Regions from separate parts of the Neogale vison genome. Here region 2 is linked to region 1. The links are chromatin contacts, called in public Hi-C maps. All regions are on one chromosome and are shown on one strand. Each heading gives the region's core, a stretch centred on a gene start, on an enhancer-like site or on the middle of the called end of the contact. The rest is flanking DNA. Distances are from core to core; before and after follow the strand shown.

What was found. A called contact is a pair of places that touch in the nucleus more often than the background predicts.
Region 2: a contact with region 1 is called in a Hi-C map of fibroblasts, with 8 times the contacts expected there. The contact joins the promoter of TGFB2 here to the enhancer-like site in region 1. A contact is called at or near these places in 2 of 3 Hi-C or Micro-C datasets (fibroblasts and muscle).

The regions. Positions count from the first base shown.
Region 1 is chr10:12,788,153-12,793,057 of ASM_NN_V1, forward strand. No RefSeq gene overlaps it. Among named protein-coding and RNA genes, the nearest start is that of LYPLAL1, 79 kb to the left of the region's middle. Within about 2 kb of position 2,014, the one cell type or tissue checked has open chromatin away from gene starts, as enhancers often do. A contact at or near this core is called in fibroblasts, where this site is marked.
Region 2 is chr10:13,346,824-13,351,728 of ASM_NN_V1, forward strand. TGFB2 (transforming growth factor beta-2 proprotein) reads right to left here and starts at 2,834. Exons shown (of 8, transcript XM_044266821.1): 1 at 1,837-2,834. The coding sequence starts at 2,182.

The DNA.
Region 1 (4,905 bases), core at 764-3,263:
AAATGTCTATTCAAATCCTTTGCCCATTTTTGAATTAGTGTTTTTTTTTTAATATAGTTGGGTTGTAAGTTTCCTTTATATATTTGAATACTAGACTCTTATCAAATACATGAAATACATGATTTCAAATGATCTCCCATTCTCTGGGCACAGCTGGTGTATTTTGATGCTTATTTGGGCTGGGAGAGCTATGTGGCCTGTTCGAGTAGAGCATTACCAATCCACTCTGAGGGGTTGACTTGGGTTTGGTTAGGTTCATTCTTAGCCTGTTCCTCCACTGTGTGTCAGATGGGTTTATCTTCTATGTGTTTTTGCCTCTGGCTGCAGGAGTGAGGTTAGTTGTATCCTGTTATCAGCCATAAGAATGAGGTACCTTTGGAAGGAACTAAATTTAGATAAGAATGGTGGCAATAATTAGCAGACTCCCTGAAGAGGTCAGGTGGGACAGTGAGGGGCTAACAAGAGGGGAGGGCCTGGAGAAGGGAGAAAGGAGCAATAAAGACAAATACATTTCCCTCACAACTTTCTTTAGGATCCAGCTTTGACCTTCTTGGATGATTAGCAAGATGCCCTGCTCACCACTTTGTATGCAAGATTACTTCCATGCCATTCTTACAACACATGGAATAGTGATTAGGCTAGAGGTGGTTTTTTGTTTGTTGGTTGGTTGGTTTTTGTTTTTTTTTTTAAGGGAATTACAAGGTATAAAAATTTATTTAGTTGGTGGAGAAAGGTTTTTTCCTATAGTTGCAGAGAGAGCCATCTCTCCTTCCCATTTTCTTATTTCGGATTAATAAAAGAGAGGCTATGTATCCAAAATAAAAGATATCTATAATTAAATTTTCAGAGGACAATCATTGGGTTCTTTAAGACAACTTTGTCTAAAGAAAGCATCATAATTGGAAATAAAGTATAACAAAAATGAGAAAGAAAATACATTTCCTGACCACTTTTAAAGTGCCTAGATAAGTTTATCCAATACAAGTGACCCTGACCCTATACACTCCAGTTTATTCTGTATCCCTATATTGTCAAACAGATCACCACCTCAGTCCACTGAATAAAATAGTCAAGGTGATAGTTAACTTTGTGCAAATAATACAGCTTCTATTTAACTGAGGCATACCATTTTTAAACCAGATCCATTCTCAAGAGATCATTATGTCCATAATAGGCACTCCAAAAACATAGGGAATGTTGTTAGTAGGTAAGATGCTAAATTAAAGAAATGGCATTATTGAGGGAAAAAAACTGTCTTCAATCAGAACTTTCTTTTTTTGAGGATAAGGGCAAGACTATACTGATTTCATAAACTGGATGAAAAAAAAGGTGAAAAATGAAAGTTCTATAGACTTGACACAACCGAGACCTCCTTGATTCCTCTTGTTTGATAATATCCCATAGCCAAGTACACTTGTCCAAAATGAACAAATCATTAGCCAGTTAGAAAGACATGAACTTTGGCAGTTGGGGAAACTCATGGGAAGGAGGGGGGAGCAGGATGGTTTTATTCTGTGGCTGGGTACAGTGGTCCCGCTCACGACTGGAAGGTGTTTTCTTTCAGATTATTGGCATGTGGCTTGAGAGCCCCTAAGAGGGGAGCTTTGTCATCTCTCTGTCCTATCCTGGGCCTAGCATTCTTTTGGCTCCCTTCTAAATCTATGAATAATGTCTCCCTATACAACAGAGAGAAATTTGTCATCTTCTCAATGGTGATATGTCATCACATTCATGCCCTACCTACAGCACATCCTAGCCATTGGGGGCTTGAATGAAAGCACACTTGTGTTTGTCAAACTGTCTACAAGAATAGACATGGGCTTTAGAGGCAACTCCTTCCCCATCTCTCAAAAGAACAGCACAGGGACAAGAGATCTACAGTTATGTATTGAACTTGGATTTTCAATCATTTGAGAGGCACAATCATGCCTTCTCTTGGTTGCTTTTTTTTTTTTTTTTAGCATTACAGTACTTCATTATTGCCACAGGGGGAACTGTTGGCTTAATTTTGCTTTGGAGACACTGCTGCTGAAATTATTAAGCTAATGATTTATGCCCCCTGCGATACAGCAATCTCTTGTGCTTAAAATGGTTACTATGTTTTGTTTACTGTTTATAACTACCAGAGGTTATGCCACAAAACCCCCTGCCAGCCTGCAGGGTTTATTTATCCCTGTGGATCTTTAGAAACCACGGATTAATATAGAAAAAAAATTTCAGATGGCTTCTATTTTAAAAATCTCATACACTATGAATTAAACCACTGTGCTCTGCTATATAGGAAGAAAAGTTCAGCGAGAATGAACAATGGGTGTCAAAACCGACTGACTCTCGTATTTGCTTCTGGCTTTATCAAAGTGGAAAGTATGAGTGCTTTTCAGGAATACGGTGCTGCGACTCCATCAGTTTTGGACCATGAGATCACCAGCATTTCCCCTTGGGTGCCGCACATTTTACCCTATTAAGGGACCAATTTGCTTAGAGAAATGTTGCACATGTTTAAAGGCTGTTAAGTTTGGTGGCTGGCAGAATGCTCCCATTTAGCCCCGAGGCTGGGCCTTGGTGAACTGAAGGCTTCACAACTGGCCTGCATTTTGGGTTCTGAAGTGCTTTTTGTAACCGAAGGATTACACAGGTCCTATGAACCCTGGGGTAGGGAGGGAGAGGGTTTGAGATCGCGGATTCGTTTCAAATGGCAAAATGGTTCCTATAGGATGTTTAGGTCTTGACCCTGCTGCCTCCCCAAGAGAAATAAAGAAAACATGACTGTTGTTTCAGGCAGCGTGGCCCGATTCCACACCATCAATCTTAGGCATCACTTGCTTGTACTTCGGCGACACCTTTCTACCGCCTCCTGAACCCGATCACTCCATTTGGCTTTGTCTCCACTACAAAATAGCTCACCCGTCTCTTTTGGCAGCTCCACATCTCTGCTTCTCCTCTGACGAGCCAATTCTGGTCGTTCACTGGGCTCCTCTTCTCCGTGGTCTGATACGGTCCATCCAAATAATGCGTGCCCTCCCCTACGTGGACCTCTGGAGTTCCAGATGCTAAGCCAGGCCAAGGTGCGAGACAAGTCTGGCATTTGTACAGTAGGGTTGGGAACAATGACAAAGCATGTCTCAGCCAGGGGTCTAGAAATGTGATGATTGTAGACAACCTTGCTCAAAAGGTAGGACTTGAACAAATTAGTGCACAAGTAAGAAAGTGAGGATAAGACCCTGATTATGGGGGCGCCTGGGTGGCTCAGTGGGTTAAGCCTCTGCCTTTGGCTCAGGTCATGATCTCAGGGTCCTGGGATGGAGCCCCGCGTCGGGCTCTCTGCTCAGCGGGGAGCCTGCTTCCCCCTCTCTCTCTGCCTGCCTCTCTGCCTACTTGTGATCTCTCTCTGTCTATCAAATAAATAATTTTAAAAATCTTAAAAAAAAAAAAAGACCCTGATTATGGGAACCAAACTACAGTTAAAATGTGAACATCTGTGTACAGCTTTTGCCTTATGTATTCCCTTGGTACAGAATTTTCTATACCAAAATGCAGCCAGATATTTAAGAGGAAGATATAGATTGATCATTGAAACACCAAATCAGGAAGTAATAAGATCTGTTTTAATTCTCTTCGTAACTCATTATTTTTCTTCATGAAGATGCAAACTTTGGGCATAAAAATATTTACAGTATTATAATGTGTGGGAATATGGAAAACATATTATCCAAGTAGCAATTTTAAGTGGAAATACCTAATTTCATAGCTAAGTGTTTCCATTCAGTATGTATTTTCAGTTAGTTTTAGAATTACTCCCCTCTTGTATTAGAGAGTGATAGAAATAGAAATTCTGATGTCATATACTCTGGTTCTTTTAATGCATTCTGTGTGTAAATTTTATTTTAACACAGCATTTAAGAAACTGAATTGTATATAGCCTACTCTGTGTAGTGTTGCAGATCATTTTTTATTAGCTCAAAATGAGATATAATTACGGATTATTTTCAAATCACAGAAAATCCAAACACCAGCATAGTATGTGATTTGAAATTTGTACAAACACAAAAACAGATTAAATATAATGTTTCATAAACATGACGGGAAAAATATCTGTAACATGGAGGATTTTCTAGTATGAACAATTCCAGGCTTTAGTAGACAGATACTGAGATTAGATTTCTCAGTTAGCCAACAGAATAAATTTCATGTATCCCCAGTGAAAAAGAGTGAAAATAACTTGAAAGTCAAATGCTTTTTCAGGGGGCCCCTGGGTGGCTAGTAAGTTGAGCATCTGCCTTGGGCTCAGATCATGATCCCAGGGTCCTGGGATTGAGCCCCCTGTCTTGCTCCCTGCTCAACGGAGAGCCTGCTTCTCTCTCTGCCTCTGCCTGCTGCTCTACCTTCTTGTGCTCTCTCTGTCAAACACATAAATAAAATCTTAAAAAAATTCTTTTTCAGGGAAACCAATGACCAATAATTAGGTATGCCAACAAAGAAACACTTGATACTACTTTTTAAAACATTATTTATGATGATACATTTTTGTTCTACAAGTATTGCAGTATTTTCCTGCAACATTCGTCTTGTACCATTACTCTAGACAATAATAATTATATTAGGTATTGAGTGTCTCTTTGTACCCTAACAGCTCCTTTTGTTTGGCTAAGGCCACAGGAATTTGAAGTTAGAGTGTGTAATCTAAAGGTGACAGAGACACCTTCAGATTTCTCAACATCAAAACATCAAGAATTGAAAAAAAAATCAAGAACTTTATTACTTAAGAAGAGGAGAATCAAGAGGATTCCTCTATCACTTGTTACTTTTGGAGATATAAAAATAAATAAGATGATGAGGCTATGGGATTACTCCGATTTTTCAACTTAATTAGCTTTTATTGGTATATACTATACATACAAAAAATGT
Region 2 (4,905 bases), core at 1,584-4,083, 560 kb after region 1:
CAAACTGACTCAACTCTGTTTAGTCTCAATCATTCTGGACCAATTACAGCGAACTTGCTTTCTTAATATCTCCTTGGCTCCACCCCAGGTAGAAAGCTTTACTTCCTGAGGGGAAAAACCAGGGCGGTGTAGTTATCAGCGCTGTTGTGGACGGTGCCTGATTCCAATAATAAAACCATCCTGCCTGCCAGGATCTCCCGCATCTGCTCTGCTCCCGAAGGAGAAGAGAAGAGAAGGGGTAGCAGAAAAAGGTGGCGGGGAAGACTGCCGTGAGATCTGCGGGCTGACATTCTGAGACGGTCAAGTCCAAGGCAGGGCAAGTCACAGGACTAGGGCTTGTCGAACTAAAAATAAATATTAAAAAAGAAGTCCCACCCTGCAATTAGAACCTCTAGGCGAAAACTACCAAGATGGCCATATTATCTATTTAGGCAAGACACAGAGACATTGTGAGGGCGGCCAGCAAGTATATAGGGCATGGAAAGGGGAGGAGAGAAATGGGCAACCAATGAAAAAGTTTATGACTTGGGATTTGGAATAGGCAAATGTTGAAGCTTTTTTTTTTCTTTTTTTTTTCTTCTTCCTGGTATTTAACCCTCTCAGGTATCACTGGATATGTCTTTCCTTCCTTCCTTTCTTCCTTCCTTCCTTCCTTCCTTCCTTCCTTCCTTTCTTTCTTTCTTTTTCTTTTTCTTTCTTTTCTTTTCTTTTTCTTTTTTTCCCTTAAGAACTTGGAAATCTTTCTCTGCTAACTGTCCTCTTCCCTTCCCCCCAGAGGAACCGCACGATCAATCACTTCACGCCCGTCGCTACTGTTTGCCCCTGGTATTGAGGACGCTGCCCTCGGAGAAGCCAGTTTAAAAACATTAAAAACAACAACAACAAAAAAAAAAAAAACAAGCAAATAAACAAACAAAAAACTCGGTTGTCCTCTACTCTCTGTAAGATTTAGGAACACGCCGAAGTAACTGCAAGGAAGCCACAGAAAGCTCTGGGAGCCGAGGGCTCGAGAGGGAGAAAGTTCAACGGTAAACCCGTCAGGAAAATGATCTGCTCCACCCGCGACCTTAAGAAGACAGGTCCGAGGGAATTCTGAAAAATAACGCGAAGTAAAACACTTTTTTGACGTCGTCAGAAGCGAAGTTGTCTTTCCTGCCACTCCAGGTGAAATCGAGAGGGGACGAGGTGACAAGATCTCGCCTTGGGGGGCGGGGGTGTAAGCACCCGCTGTGGCAGGAGGTCCAAGAACTGGGGGTTCGGAGGTGCTTTTGGAGGGGTCTCCAAATGGGGTTTTGTCCTGGCGATGCTGACATTTTTAGGGGCGTTAGAGACAATAGGGAAGGCTTGGGGAACCCGCTGATAGGTCGGCCCGGAAAGGGGCGCCTTCCGGAGAGGCTAGGTTTGAGCCACTCTTTTTTTAACCCTTCGTGCGCCAGTTCGGTGGGGTCCCCGCGGAGAAAACAAGCCCACCGAGACGTCCCGGTCTAACTCGGCCCCGGGGAGCGCCTCGCGTGCGACCGAGGAGGGGGGCTGAGCCCTGGCTGGTGGCCGGGAAGAGACTTTCAGGGGCCAGAAGGAGAGCCTAACGCCTCGTACAGGACCGAGGCGTGGGGGGAAGGGAGACATGGAGAAAACCAAGTCGAAAGTGGCCGACTGCAAGCCTAAGGCTCTCAGGCACGCAACGGGCAGGGAGGTGGGTGGGACGCAGGACCGGGGAGGGGAGGGGAGCGCGGCCCCGACCCCGGGCGGGAAGGGCCGTCCCCGGAGTCGTGGCGGCTCCGAGAGCCTCTGGCCGCGCTAAGCCTCAGGGAATGGAAGCGAAAGAACAGTACTTACTTTCCGAGGGGAAGAAGGGCGGCATGTCTATTTTGTAAACCTCCTTGGCGTAGTACTCCTCGTCGCTCCTCTCGCGCTCGCAGGCGGCCGCCCTCCGGCTCGCCTTCTCCTGGAGCAAGTCCCTGGTGCTGTTGTAGATGGAAATCACCTCCGGGGGCACTTCCTCGGGTTCGGGATAGTCTTCTGGGGGGCTGGTGAGCTTCAGCTTGCTCAGGATCTGCCCGCGGATCGCCTCGATCCTCTTGCGCATGAACTGGTCCATATCGAGCGTGCTGCAGGTAGACAGGCTGAGCGCGGCCGTGACCAGATGCAGGAGCAGAAAAGCGCTCAGCACACAGTAGTGCATTTTTTTTAAAGGTGGAAAAATAATAATAAAAAAAAAAAGTAAAAAAAAAAAAAACAACTAAGGAAAAAAAAAAAGAAACCAACAACTCTCAAGTACAGATCAGGTAGATTTTTTTTTTTTTTTTAATGCGAAACTTTTGCAAACAATCGAGAGTCAACGTCCGATAGAAAAAGGTATCTTGCTTGAGTTCCTTTAAAAAGAAAATGCAAGTCGTTCCAAAAGTGGAAATAGTAATACACGATGGGCAGGGGGGACTCTAACTTTGGGGAGTAAGAAAAAGTTTTCTTGGAGCGACGAGATGAGGGGGAAAAAAGAGACGAGTGGCTATTAGGCAGGAATAAATTTAAGAGGAGGCAACGGAGTTCAGTGTGTCAGTTTCGGTGCGGAGTGGCGGATCTGAACTCGGCTCCTCCGGCCAAAAGGGAAGAGATGAAAAGGTCCCGGGGCTGGCAGCCGGCGAGCTGGCGGGAGGGGCGCCGGGAGCGCTGTGCGGGGGGCCGCCGAGGCTGGCCGGGCGGTAATTTAAGTATTTAAAGAAGGAGCGGTTCGGCCCTGCCTTCCACTGCGGCGCTGAGAGCAGGAGCAGCCGCGGCTCCGGAGCGGAGAGCGCACACGTGTGTGAGTGTGTGAGTGTGTGAGCGAGTGTGTGTGCGCGCGCGCCTGTGCGCGCGCTGGGGGCGAGCCGGCGCGCCGCGGGGAGGCGGGTGCGCTCCGCACGGCGCTCGGGACGCGGTCGGGTCCTGCGCGGGCCGCGGCGGCGGCGGCGGAGGCGGCGACGATCCTGCTCCCGGAGCTGCGCGCGGTGGCCGACAGCCCGGCCGGCGCGCGCCGACCCGCCCGGCTACTCCACGTCGTGCCGCCGCTCGCGGACGCGTCCAGCCTCCACCTCCCTCCTTCTCCTGCTCCTCCTTCTGCTCTCGCTCCAGACGCCAACCCGGCAATAGACGACCAGCTGCCGCCGTTGCAGTCAGCCCCGGGGGCGCGCTGCCTGGGCAGTGTTTCTCCTAAAGGGGCGACGAGGGGGTCCCTTGGACTCCCACCCTTTCCCAGCCTCTCCCGGTTCCCCTCCCACTCGGACTTTCTCGCGGCGGGTAGGTGGGCACTTGGCACCCTGCGACAGACCCTCTCCTCCGACTTCCTGCAGCCGGGCAGCCCCTCGCTCCGCTGCCCCGCGGCTCCCTAGACCGTTACACGGTTCTCCATCCCTTCCCCGGGTCTCCGTCCCCCGCGCCCCTGCTCTTCTCTGTGCTCCTGTCTCTCGCTCGCTCGTCTACCTCTCCTGCCTTGCTCTCTTCTCCTCTCTCTCTCTCTCTTTCTCTCTCGTCGGGGGCTTCTGGAGCTCCCCTCGGAGCGAACCTTCTGCTGCCAGCAGATAACATCACGATCTTGCCTGGGAGGGGAGATTTATAAGTTCTCTCGGAACCACGTGTTTGCCTTCAACAAAGTGACGTGCTAGGATTACAGTCAGAAGTCCTCTCGTTTACTTAGACCACGAGCTCTCCCCGAACCGTGGAGGGGGTGTGGAAATGAGGACGGCTGCGGGCAAGGGAGGGAGGAGGTGGAGTGTGCGCCCTGACAACAGTGATTTATGGTATTTACTTTATATAGTCATTTTGGACCGGTCTGTTGAAGGACAAGCTATCAGGCCTCCCGTTTTTACTTAATGTGGCTCACGCACAGCCTCCCAAACTCAATCACTTGCTCTAGAAAGTCTTCCCTTCTGTACTGTACACACACAACTCTCTCTCTCTCTCTCTCTCTCTCGTGAATGTGCATCACACAGTTTACTCAGGATGCCCCCAGCCCTGAGACATGCTTCCAATCTAAGATTCACTTCCTACATTTTTAGTGGAATCATTTTCTGAGATCCCCTAACACTAGGCTAGTACATCTCTCCTAAAGATTATCTTATTAGGGTTTGTTTTTTTACAGTCTAGTCCCCCATTTCACTGTAAACTGATGAGAACATGAAAACAGCACTTTTTTTACTTAGAGAATGAACTAGATGTACTTGTTTCACTGTATGAATGAATGAATACCTTAGCTTGCTGCCTATGCCACTTCTTCATAGGACTTTCTCTTCCTTGCCTTCTTTCCCAGGTAGACATCAGCAACCAACTTCATTCTTTCCATAGCATACACCCCGAAAGCCGGAATTTTAAAGTGATGTCTACTGCTAGGCACTACACACTACTTGACATTTTCTATTTCAACCTAGTCTCAATTAGATGAGTCTAAGAATGATTCTTGCCATGGTTCACTTTTCCCTTTGTCTTTCTATTTTACCTTCAGTTACTCAAAGTCAACATTTTCATTTCATCATGACGATGGCCATACTGATTAGACAGAGGGTTTAAAGTGGAAACTCTGTTGACTATTCCCCCAAACTCAAAGCCTCTATATTATTCCCTAGTTCAGACGTTTCTTTTCCATGGTAAGTGGTAGAGCTGCATTTTACAGTCAGGATCCGTTGCCTGCAGACTAAGATGCCCTATGTAAACTGGTACCAGAACATGCCCGACAAACATGGATTCGAAGGTGATGGGAAGTCTGGGAGATACGCAGGCCCTGTTCCTTCTTGCAGATTGACAATTCCCATCATCCTGTTAAAGGCTCTGAAAATCTTGCAGGAAAAAAAAAAAATTGTTCAGGTCTTTTAACGTAGCATATTCTGAACTCCCTTGAACATGGGATTCTTTACCTATTAGGGCACACTGGAAAAC